Regions from separate parts of the Triticum aestivum genome. Here region 1 is linked to region 2. The links are chromatin contacts, called in public Hi-C maps. All regions are on one chromosome and are shown on one strand. Each heading gives the region's core, a stretch centred on a gene start, on an enhancer-like site or on the middle of the called end of the contact. The rest is flanking DNA. Distances are from core to core; before and after follow the strand shown. Region 1 holds the start of LOC123168743 (U-box domain-containing protein 33). Region 2 holds the start of LOC123181595.

Region 1 (4,903 bases), core at 1,576-4,075, 160 kb after region 2:
AGACTTTTGGGATACGAACATCAAACTTAGAATGGATAACAACTTTATTACCTTCTTAGGGGGGTGCTCGGTGTCGAGGTCGACGTCCTCTTCTTCAGTCGACCAATCCTTTTGGGGTTTGAATAGTACCTTCCACAGCTTGTCGTGGGTAGTGCCATGGAAGTGATGCACGATGACGGGGTCTTCGGACTTGTATGCCCACATTGGGGTGTCACGTTGCTGGCAAGGGAGGAGGCGGCGACAGAGCATCACTTGGATCACATTGGTCAGCTTGGCGCCCGCTTTCTTCACGCTGACGATGCGCTTCTACAACTACTCCACCTCGTCGGGTAACCCCCAATCGAGGCTCTTCTTGGTCCATGAGGTCAACCTTGTGAGCGGTCCGGATCTGAATTCGGGGACCGCCGCCCAGGCTGTGTCGAGTGGTTCTGTAATATAGAACCACTCCTTCTGCCAAACTTTGATGGTATCTATGAACGTACCCACCGGCCACTCAACATGGGCAAGCTTGCTAACCATGGCTCGCAGTCCGCTTGCTGGCCATCGACGATCTTCGGCTTGACATTAAAAACTTCCAGCCAGCCGAAGTGTGGATGGACTCGAAGAAAAGCCTCACAAACAATGATGAAGGCTGAGATGTGGAGGATAGAATTCGGGGCTAAATCGTGAAAATCTAGCCCATAAAAGAACATCAGCCCTCGGACGAAAGGGTGGAGCGGGAAGCCCAATCCTTGGATAAAGTGGGGGACGAACACCACCCTCTTGCCATGTTGCGGCGAGGGGATGACCTAGCTCTCTTCTGGGGCACGTTGGACGACGGCGACCGGAAGATAGCCAGCGCGCTTCAGATCCTCGATATCCTTCTTGGTGACGGTCGAGGCCTCCCACTTGCCTCCCACGCCGGATCTGGCCATGGCCGAATTGAGGGAAAGGTTGAGGGGGGATTCTTGAGGGCGAAGGCGATAGGGCGCTGGAGCTCTGAAGGTTGGGAGAGGCGATGGCTAGGGGAAGGAGAAGGCGTGCTCTGATAAGGATGGTTGTTTCCCTTTTATAAGCGGCTGTAATACCTAAGGTCCTCTTATTACACCGCAAGCCTTGCCGTTTCCCGGTGCAATCGTGGCGTTGTGCGCGAAGTGGGATAACACAAATCATTAATCATATCCCTTAAAAAACGGGCACGATCTCCACCTCGATGGGGCGTGCCAATGGAGGCGCTGCCTCGAACCACGAATCGAGCATCTGCAACGGTTCGGTGTTTTTTTGACCAGGTGTGACTCTTCGCTGAAAAGTTGTCATACGAGGACACTGTTCACATTCGGGTGGTTGGCCTCTGCGGCTCAGATGCCGAGCATTGTTTGGTTAGCACATGGCCGGATTCCAGCTGAGCAGCCCTTGGAGCTCACCTGAAGGATATTATGCCGAACATAGAGAAGGGGAGGAACTTACCCCGCAAGCCGAAGACCTCGGGTGGATCAAGATCCCAAGACACGATGAAGCACCGGCGATTGGAGGCTAGTTCGGGGGCTACTGAGGGAGTCCTGAATTAGGAGGTCCTCGGGCAGCTGGCCTATCTCTCGTGGGCCGGACAGGTGGGCCGCTTTGCCGAGAGACACTCCCTCCCTTGGTGACCATCGTGGCTACATTGTTTCTCCTGCCCCCATCTTTCAATGCAGAAGTATATAAACAACAGCATGGGCCAACGCCACAATCCGTTTTCTATGCTCGACGTGTGCAACTACTCATTTATGCAGCTAACTAACTCACCCATTCTCTCGGCTCCAACAAACTAAACGGCTTGCCAGGTCACCTGACTCAACCTCTCAAGTATAGTTGCGTGTGTGTTCTTGAGAGGCCCGACCTTGTCCCCGGGCAGGGCCTGGCCCTAGATTTTGGGCCTGATGGCCTGGCCGGGCTTGGGCTTGTCATTTTTGCAATTTAAGGAAGAGGCCCAGCCCGAGGCTCGACGGGTTTTTTGACTGACAAGCCGGGCTCGGGCCTAACAACTAGGCCTGATGGTCGAGCCGGGCCGGGCCTAGGTTTTCTACTTCGGACTTTGTTAGGCCCGGCCTGAAGCCCGGCTCGGCCCGAGTTATGGCCAGGTATACTGTGAGCAAGAAGGGAGCGTAAAATCCCAGGGAGGAGCATAAAATCCTCTGGGAGCGTAAAATCCAGTTGAGAGAGAAGAGAGGGCTAGCATGTTGTAGCTCCAACAAAATTCATAAGTCCATTTCTTTTAGAAAGCCCAATTTTCGAGCCTTCCAGTAAAGTCCATTTTTAGAAGTAAACTTGAACCGGCTTATAGATTATTATACAGTTTTGCTAGAACTCATCTAGATGAGATATAGTTTGGACTCATTCATCTTTTATAGCCATTGGATGTGATGCTATAAGATGCGTGTGTGCTGACGTGGGTTGTATCTGTTTTTGTTTTCAAGGTGAATGAGACCAAATTATATCTCATCTAAATGAGTTCTAGGCACTCCCATTATTATAAGCTAAGAGTTGCTTCAAAGAAGTGGCCGTAGGTGTTGAGGTTGAGGCTTTGAGCATATGATGCAAGATTCGCAGCATCTTTATATCCTGCCGTGCAGGGAAAACTATATACGACAAATAACTAGTCAAACTCAAACCCAGATGACACGGTAATCATTCGGCATCAAATCGAGCCAAAAGTCCTGTAGTGACGCGACAAGCGAGTTCAGAACAACCTGAGCTTCGAAGTTGACTGGCGGTTCGGTCGGCTCCTCCGTGTCCAACGTCGCTGTCGCGTCCCGCCTTTGGCTTCCCCCTCTTCCCACGGGCCACGGCGACGCGCCACCGTCTCCCTCCCGTCCCCCGGGTCCAAAGTCTCCTCTACATATGAGCTAGTAGAATAGTTGAAACCCGCGCGTCGTCAACCGCAAGTTCCTGGTGCGAGCTCCAGGAAGCGAGGAGGAGCTAGCGACGATCGATCGATCGATGGAGGTGGCGGTGGCTGTGGAGGAGAACACTAGGAAGGTGTTCGTCGTGGTGCCGGCGGAGCGCAGGGCGGGGCGGTCGACGCTGTCGTGGGCTCTCGGCCATCTCTGCGGCGGAGCCACCACGGTGGTCGTCACGCACGTGCACGTCCCGCCGCAGATGATCCCCGTCAGTACGTGCTCGCCTTCATCTCGCATGCATTTGTTCCAGCCGGCACCTGCGAGCGCATCGTCGCTGACCTTTTCTTTCCTTGCTTGATTATCCATCTCAGTGGGAGCCAAGTTCCATGCCAGCAAGCTGAGCTCGGAGCAGGTGAGCTCCTTCAGAAGGATGGAGCGCGACAAGGCGGACAAGATGCTGGACGACTACGTCCATCAGTGCCGGAAAACCAAGGTACTCCGTCTCCGTTCCTTCCGGTTGAATGCTGAAACGTTTTCCATTTCTTCAACACTCAGCTTCTTAACACAAGGTTGAAAGGTTTCATCTGCTTATCAGCTTGCACAATGTCTGTAAACTCCAGGTGAGGTGTGAGAAGCTGGTGATCGAGAAGGAAGATGTCGCCTCCGGCCTCGTCGAGCTCATTGGCTTGTGCGGGATCACCGAGCTGGTGGTTTCGGCTGCCGCGGACCGGCAGTACTCCACGTATGATATCCTCCTGACACTGACAGAACTCTGTTTCTTGCAAATTCAGACATGCTCTGTATGTTTTTATAAGTTTTAACAAAAAGATGATCATTCAGAAGTGCAAGTTCCTTGTTTTTGGTTACAGAAAACTGGACAGACCTGTCTGCAGGACAGCAGCATCGATAATGCAGAGAGCTGGTCCATCGTGCAAGATCTGGTTCGTCTGCAAGGAGCAGTTAATCTGCACCCGGTAAATAAAAATCTGATGTCACAGCTTTCTATTTTTTTTCTACTGGTGACACTAATCGAAAACGGTGTTTCCAAAATCTATGAGACAGAAACCTTAGGAAACTGACTCGGATTTCCACTGTAGGGAAACGAAAGTAGAGATTGCATCATCTGCTGTCACTGCACCGTTGCTCCCTAATCCTGGCCATGAAGTCCTTCGTTTGTCAACTCACCAGGAAGAGGTGAGTGAGATCATTCAACAACTTCTCCTGAATTTTCAAACACTGCTTTTTGCAAGAATGTCAGGATGGCACGCTTCTGAACTTTGTTCTCTCTTCTAGCATGATGATGACAGTGAGGTTGAATTGGGGTTCCATGACGAGCTGAGAGAGGCATGCAGAGCAGCCGAGGACCTGATGAACAGAGCTCTGAGCGAATCCCACAGGCGCCAGAAGGCAGAGGAAGAAGTGGCCTCATGTCTCCAGAAAGTACAACCCCTTGTCATAAACCCAAATTCATCATAAACTAGCCAATTCCAGTTGGAAACATTTTTTTGATTCGAGACCTTGCATCGCAGGCCAAAGAACACGAGGAGCTGTACCTGGAGGAGGTGAAGAGAAGGAAGGAGCTCGAAGCAGCCCTGGCGAGAGCAGAGAAAGAAATTTCAGAGCTACGACAGGCAATCCAGCGGGACACGGCCGAGGAGGAATCCGAGGAGGCGACGGCGACGATATCGTCCCTGGGACAGCAAAGCACGAGCAAGGAAGAACCGGAGGCGGTGCTCTGGCACTGCCAGTGTCAGTGCCAGAGGAAGCTGGCCGCCGCGTCGTCTCCGTCGTCGGTCATCATACCATGGTCGCCCCGTGCCGACGAAGACGGGTTCACCTGCGAAGCCGGCGTGGCCGGGTGTTGCTGGCTCGACGGGATGCCGTCGCCCGAAGGCGTGGCCGTCGCCAGCGTCGCCCTACCGCTCGCGCGCCCCAGTTTTACCCTCCGTGCCGCGGTCCAGGTCTCCAGGAATACATGAGGCGGCAGCAGCAGCAGCAGCGGTGCCCGTTTCCTTGAATCGCCTTGGCAGCTTCTCCTTAGATTT
Region 2 (4,550 bases), core at 399-2,898:
AGCTGGTGGTCGGGAAGGAAGACGCCGCGTCCGGTCTTGTCGAGCTCATTCGGCTCCATGGAATCACCAAGCTAGTGATCGCAGCCGCCGCGGACAGGCACTACTCGAGGTATGATATCTGTCGGGGCAGAACTCTGTTTCTTGCACATACAGACATGCTCTGTATTTTATTTTATTTTAATAAAATTTTGGGTAGGGACAGGGAGCTCTGAAACATTTAAACTTCCACGTTTATGATTTTTCATATCCGGTTTCAGAAAGCTCGACAAGCCTGTGTCCAAGACAGCGACAGAAATAATGCAGAGAGCTGATCCATCATGCAAGATCTGGTTCGTCTGCAAGGAGCAGTTAGTCTGTACCAGGTAAACATTTTCATCTGATTTAGCAGCTTTCCGATTTCTCTTTTTCTTTTTTTTTTGCGAAGAAGCTTTCCGATTTCTCATGGCTAATGGATTATGGATAGCAGAGTTCCAAAAATCTCTGACTCTCCAACGAAATTTATTTCAGCAAACTGACTCAGGTATCCATTGCAGGGACAAGGAAGTACAAATTGCACCATCAACTGTTGCTGCACCTTTGCTCCCTAATCTTGGCCATGAAGTTCTGGATTTGCAATCTCCCCAGGAAGAGGTGCATCAGATCATGCAACCACACCTTCTAATTTCCTTTTTTTTTTGCGGGGCACACCTTCTAATTTCCAACACTCTTTTTTTTGTTTTGTTTTTTTGCAAAAATGGCGGGATTCATCATTGTGCTTCTTAATTCTTTATTTCGTCTAACCTTTGCAGGGTGACACCGAGATGGAACCGAGTTTCGACGATGAACTCGAAGAGGCACGCAAAGCAGTCGAGGAGCTGATGAGAAGAGCTCTGAAGGAATCCTGCAGGCGCCAAAAGGCAGAAGAAGAAACAGCCGCATCTCTCCACAAAGTACAACCGGACCGGAATTGGATATGAGCTTCAGTGCAAGACAAGGCAAAATTAAGCCTGCATTGTACTGGTATTTTCTTCGGAGCTTGATCGGAACTGTGAACCTTGCAGGCGCAAGAACACGAGGAGCTGTACCTTGAGGAGGTGAAGAAGAGGGAGGAGCTCGAAGCAGCTCTGGCGAGAGCAGACGGAGAAATCGCGCGGCTACGACAGGCAATCCAGCAAAAACACGACCGGGGAGGCAGTCACGGCGAGATCGATGCTTGAACAGCACATCGTCGTCACGGGCGACGATGCGACGAAATCCAACTTTGGCGCCGCGGCCGCAGCCGGGCGATTTTAGAGCAGCGGCGGGGTAACCCGGCGGAGCCTTTTCCGTGGTGAAGGGTGATGCAATGCCGCAATGGTGGAAGAGAGCTGGAGGCACCGCCCAGCAAGAGGGCTGGGAAGGTGCCCGATGAGACGGGGTTCGCCTAGAGTGCCGGTGCGGTCAGCCGCTGGCTCGCGCGCTCTGGGTTTTGCGCCGTGGCAGTGCTCTGTTTCCTTGTGATTCGAATGCAGCAGAGGCGGTATCGTGCGTGACGTACCAAATTTGTCGTCACTGTACTAATTTGGGTACCTGCTAGCAAGTACTTCCTCCTTAAAAAAATATAAGAGCGTTCGTGATCTCTTATATTTAGGAAAACGTTTCAGGTCGGAGCGCCGGCCGAGCGCTCCACCGGATGCGTGTGGGACGTGGGATTGAATTTGATCCAACGACCACGAGGTATCTGCTGTAGGTCCACGGGGCAGCCCCACTCTCCCTTATCTTCTTTTGCTCTGCCTTATCTTCTCCCACGATGAATTTCTTTCAAATCCTTTCTCTCATCCACCTCAAAATCCATCTCTCTCTTGCTCCCTCACAAAATCCGACGAGCTCCGGCCGGCCGTTCTCCTCTTTCCTCTTGGATCCCCATCCCCCTCCGGCGACGAGCTCCACACACGCCGCAGCCGCTGCATCCCCATCGGCTTTCTCCCCTGGCAGTACATACGGCTGCAGCTCGCACTGCTGCAAGGGGGCGGGGCCGAGAAGGAGCGGAGTCGCTGTTGTGAGGTTGCTGCTGCTAGCCATCAACGCCATGGCCGCCGCCTCCCCCTCATATGGTCGTGGTCGTGGCGCTGGAGCAGGCGGTGGAAACGATGGCCTCCGGTGCTACAACCGGTGAGTCTTTTTGCTGGAACCGGCCGACAAAAAAGCTTCAACCACACTGACCAGTGCTGGAACCAGGCAATCGTCGAGTAGTTTTTGCTGCCACCTCCTTTCTTTGCTACAAATGGCATGATTTTTTGCTGGATCCGTCGAGAAATTTTGTTGCGACCATCGGCGGCGATGCATGTTTTTGCTACAACCAGCACGACGATGCGCTGGTGTTTTTTGCTTTGAGATTGTTTTGCTGGAACCAGTGTTTTCTTTTGCTGGAACTGGCTAATGTGTTTGATACAATCGATCATCGGAGTTTTTTGCTGCTGGGATTTTTGCTGGAACCACTATTAAGTTTTGCTGGAAGTGGCAAATATTTTTGTTTCAACGGAGTACCGAAGTTTTTTGTTACTTTAGATTTTTTTTGCTGGAGATGACGGTGCAAGTCGACGACGGCAGCGAGCCGGAGACGAGGACGTCGGGATGCTGCAACCATGGTGATGGCGCTCTGGACCCTTCTTGTTCGAGCTGCAACCATGGTGAGTGGAGGCAGCCAAGGCGAGCACAGTGGCATGGGTCGCCGGCGAGCGCGGATGGCCGGCGTGGTGGCACAAGTCACCGGCAAGCTCGGGTAGCCGAGGACAAGCGAGGCGGCCGGCGAGCTTGCACGGAGTGGGGCATGCGCGCACGCTCACTTTTTCCTGATCTGCTTTTTCCTATGTGTGTTGACTTTATGGGGACGAAGTTAATTTTAATCTGACGGTTGAAAAATACTCTATCGAACGTACACGCAGCGACCGGCCCAAAAGTTGGCCGGTCCGCCGGCGCCTATCAGCGCCCTTATATTTGTTCACAGAGGGAGTACAGCATATACTCACCAGAAACGCTAAAAGCTGAGAGGGCAGAGATAGGTGCAGTTTTACTGTTTAGCGTTGGAGGACAGGAATTAGGTGCATTTTCATCAATGTCCTAAAATGTTGTTGTTTCTATGGAAACCAAAATTAAGATACACTCCTACGATTGACTAGTACTGAATTTTTTTTCTTCGTATATTACCTCATTACCTTCAAGATTTAAGCACATTATAATCTCTTTCCTTGTTTCTAGAAGCAAGAAGTCATACCCAAGCCTCTATTGCAGGCAAGGTTTTTGCCCCAACATTCACCCACTTGTGTGAAAGTGACCCATGGTGAATTGTGTACATGGCACGTGCCCTTTTTTTGGTATGTGGATGTGTACAAATGTCTTGTGTATTTAGAAATTTGATGCAAATTTTTTGAACGGGTGTGGCGATTGCTTTGGTTCGCTTAGCATTTTTTGGCTGCATGTGGGCCAGGCTGATGTGATTGTTCTTGGCCCGTTGACCTGGTTGTCTAGCGTTCCTTCCGTGGGCTTCCTTTCTTATCTGGCTTGCACGTGCCTCCTGATCGAGTTGTGGTGTCGTGCATCCGTGTATTCGGTTCTCGGTGCCGTTTTCCAGTCAAAAAAGGGTGCCGCTTCGATCGCGTAATCTAGACGCTCCTCGTGTTTTTGATCGGTGCCGCTTCCATCGTTTGATCTAGAGTCTGCTGTTAGTTTCTGGTTCGCGCCGCTGTCGTCGTCTAATCTCGAAACCTCGCCGTCTATCGCCACGTTACGAGGTTATAAATAGACCGTCCTTCTTGCCATATTATTGTAGTAGGTCTTCTTCGGTCTCACGTATATTGTCTCCATGGTATCTCTTTCTTTCTATTGTAATGGACCGCGGCGTCCGGGTCGGCCTCCTCGTTCCCGGGGGGCTGTGGTTGGCCGGCGCGGTGGTTGGGGCCGTTCTGCTGTATCGCCGTTGTGTCGGCTCGGCCCGTATGTATGGAGCATGCTCCGGCGTTTGATGATCATGCATGTAGTCTGCGGCCGGCTCATGGGATGCCAGAGCGAGCGCCCCGGCAAGCGGCGCCACTCGTGCGGCAACATCTGCGCCTACGTCCGGTGCTCCCCGATGGACGGCGGCGTCTGCTCCGCCGGGTCCAGTACGTCTATAACCAGCACGGCTGCCAGAGCTGCGTAGCCTACTACGAGGCCGTGACCACGAGAGCATGTGCCCACACGTGCCTTGCTCCTGCACGGGGTCCGGCATGCCTCCATCGGTTCGCTGCCGCCGCCGCTGAAGTCAGCCGCCAGGAGCGGCGCCTCCGGATCTCCGTCGCCCGCGACTTTTCCTTGTAGTGTCTCGCCTCCGCCGCTGTGCCGCATCGAGCTAGCCAGAATCGGCATCGTGGGCATCAGCCCCTTCTCAAGCCGTGCATCGTGGCCATACCCCGCACGTGGCTCCTGCGGCAACAGCGCGAGGTGGCAGCGACCTGCGTGCATGTAGAGCGGCGGTGGCGGCACACGCTCATCATGCGGGGAAGATGTCCTTCGCACCTGGCGGCTAGCCGGGCATCACCGCATCCGGGGTGATG

What was found. A called contact is a pair of places that touch in the nucleus more often than the background predicts.
Region 1: a Hi-C map of leaf shows a contact between it and region 2, with 5 times the contacts expected there. The contact joins the promoter of LOC123168743 here to the promoter of LOC123181595 in region 2. A contact is called at or near these places in 4 of 5 Hi-C or Micro-C datasets (leaf, root and an unstated tissue) and 1 of 1 datasets of contacts at active chromatin or transcription factors (leaf).

Annotation. Positions count from the first base shown.
Region 1 is chr1D:299,790,904-299,795,806 of IWGSC CS RefSeq v2.1, forward strand. It overlaps LOC123168743 (U-box domain-containing protein 33), which reads left to right and starts at 2,826. Exons shown (of 7, transcript XM_044586615.1): 1 at 2,826-3,130; 2 at 3,230-3,351; 3 at 3,479-3,600; 4 at 3,728-3,832; 5 at 3,956-4,052; 6 at 4,152-4,298; 7 at 4,388-4,903. The coding sequence starts at 2,959. The coding sequence ends at 4,837.
Region 2 is chr1D:299,628,967-299,633,516 of IWGSC CS RefSeq v2.1, forward strand. LOC123181595 reads left to right here and starts at 1,649. Exons shown (of 2, transcript XM_044593899.1): 1 at 1,649-2,130; 2 at 2,527-3,362. The coding sequence starts at 1,769. The coding sequence ends at 2,869. It overlaps LOC123159031 (U-box domain-containing protein 33-like), which reads left to right. Exons shown (of 7, transcript XM_044576835.1): 3 at 1-109; 4 at 258-362; 5 at 534-630; 6 at 789-929; 7 at 1,041-1,196. The coding sequence ends at 1,196.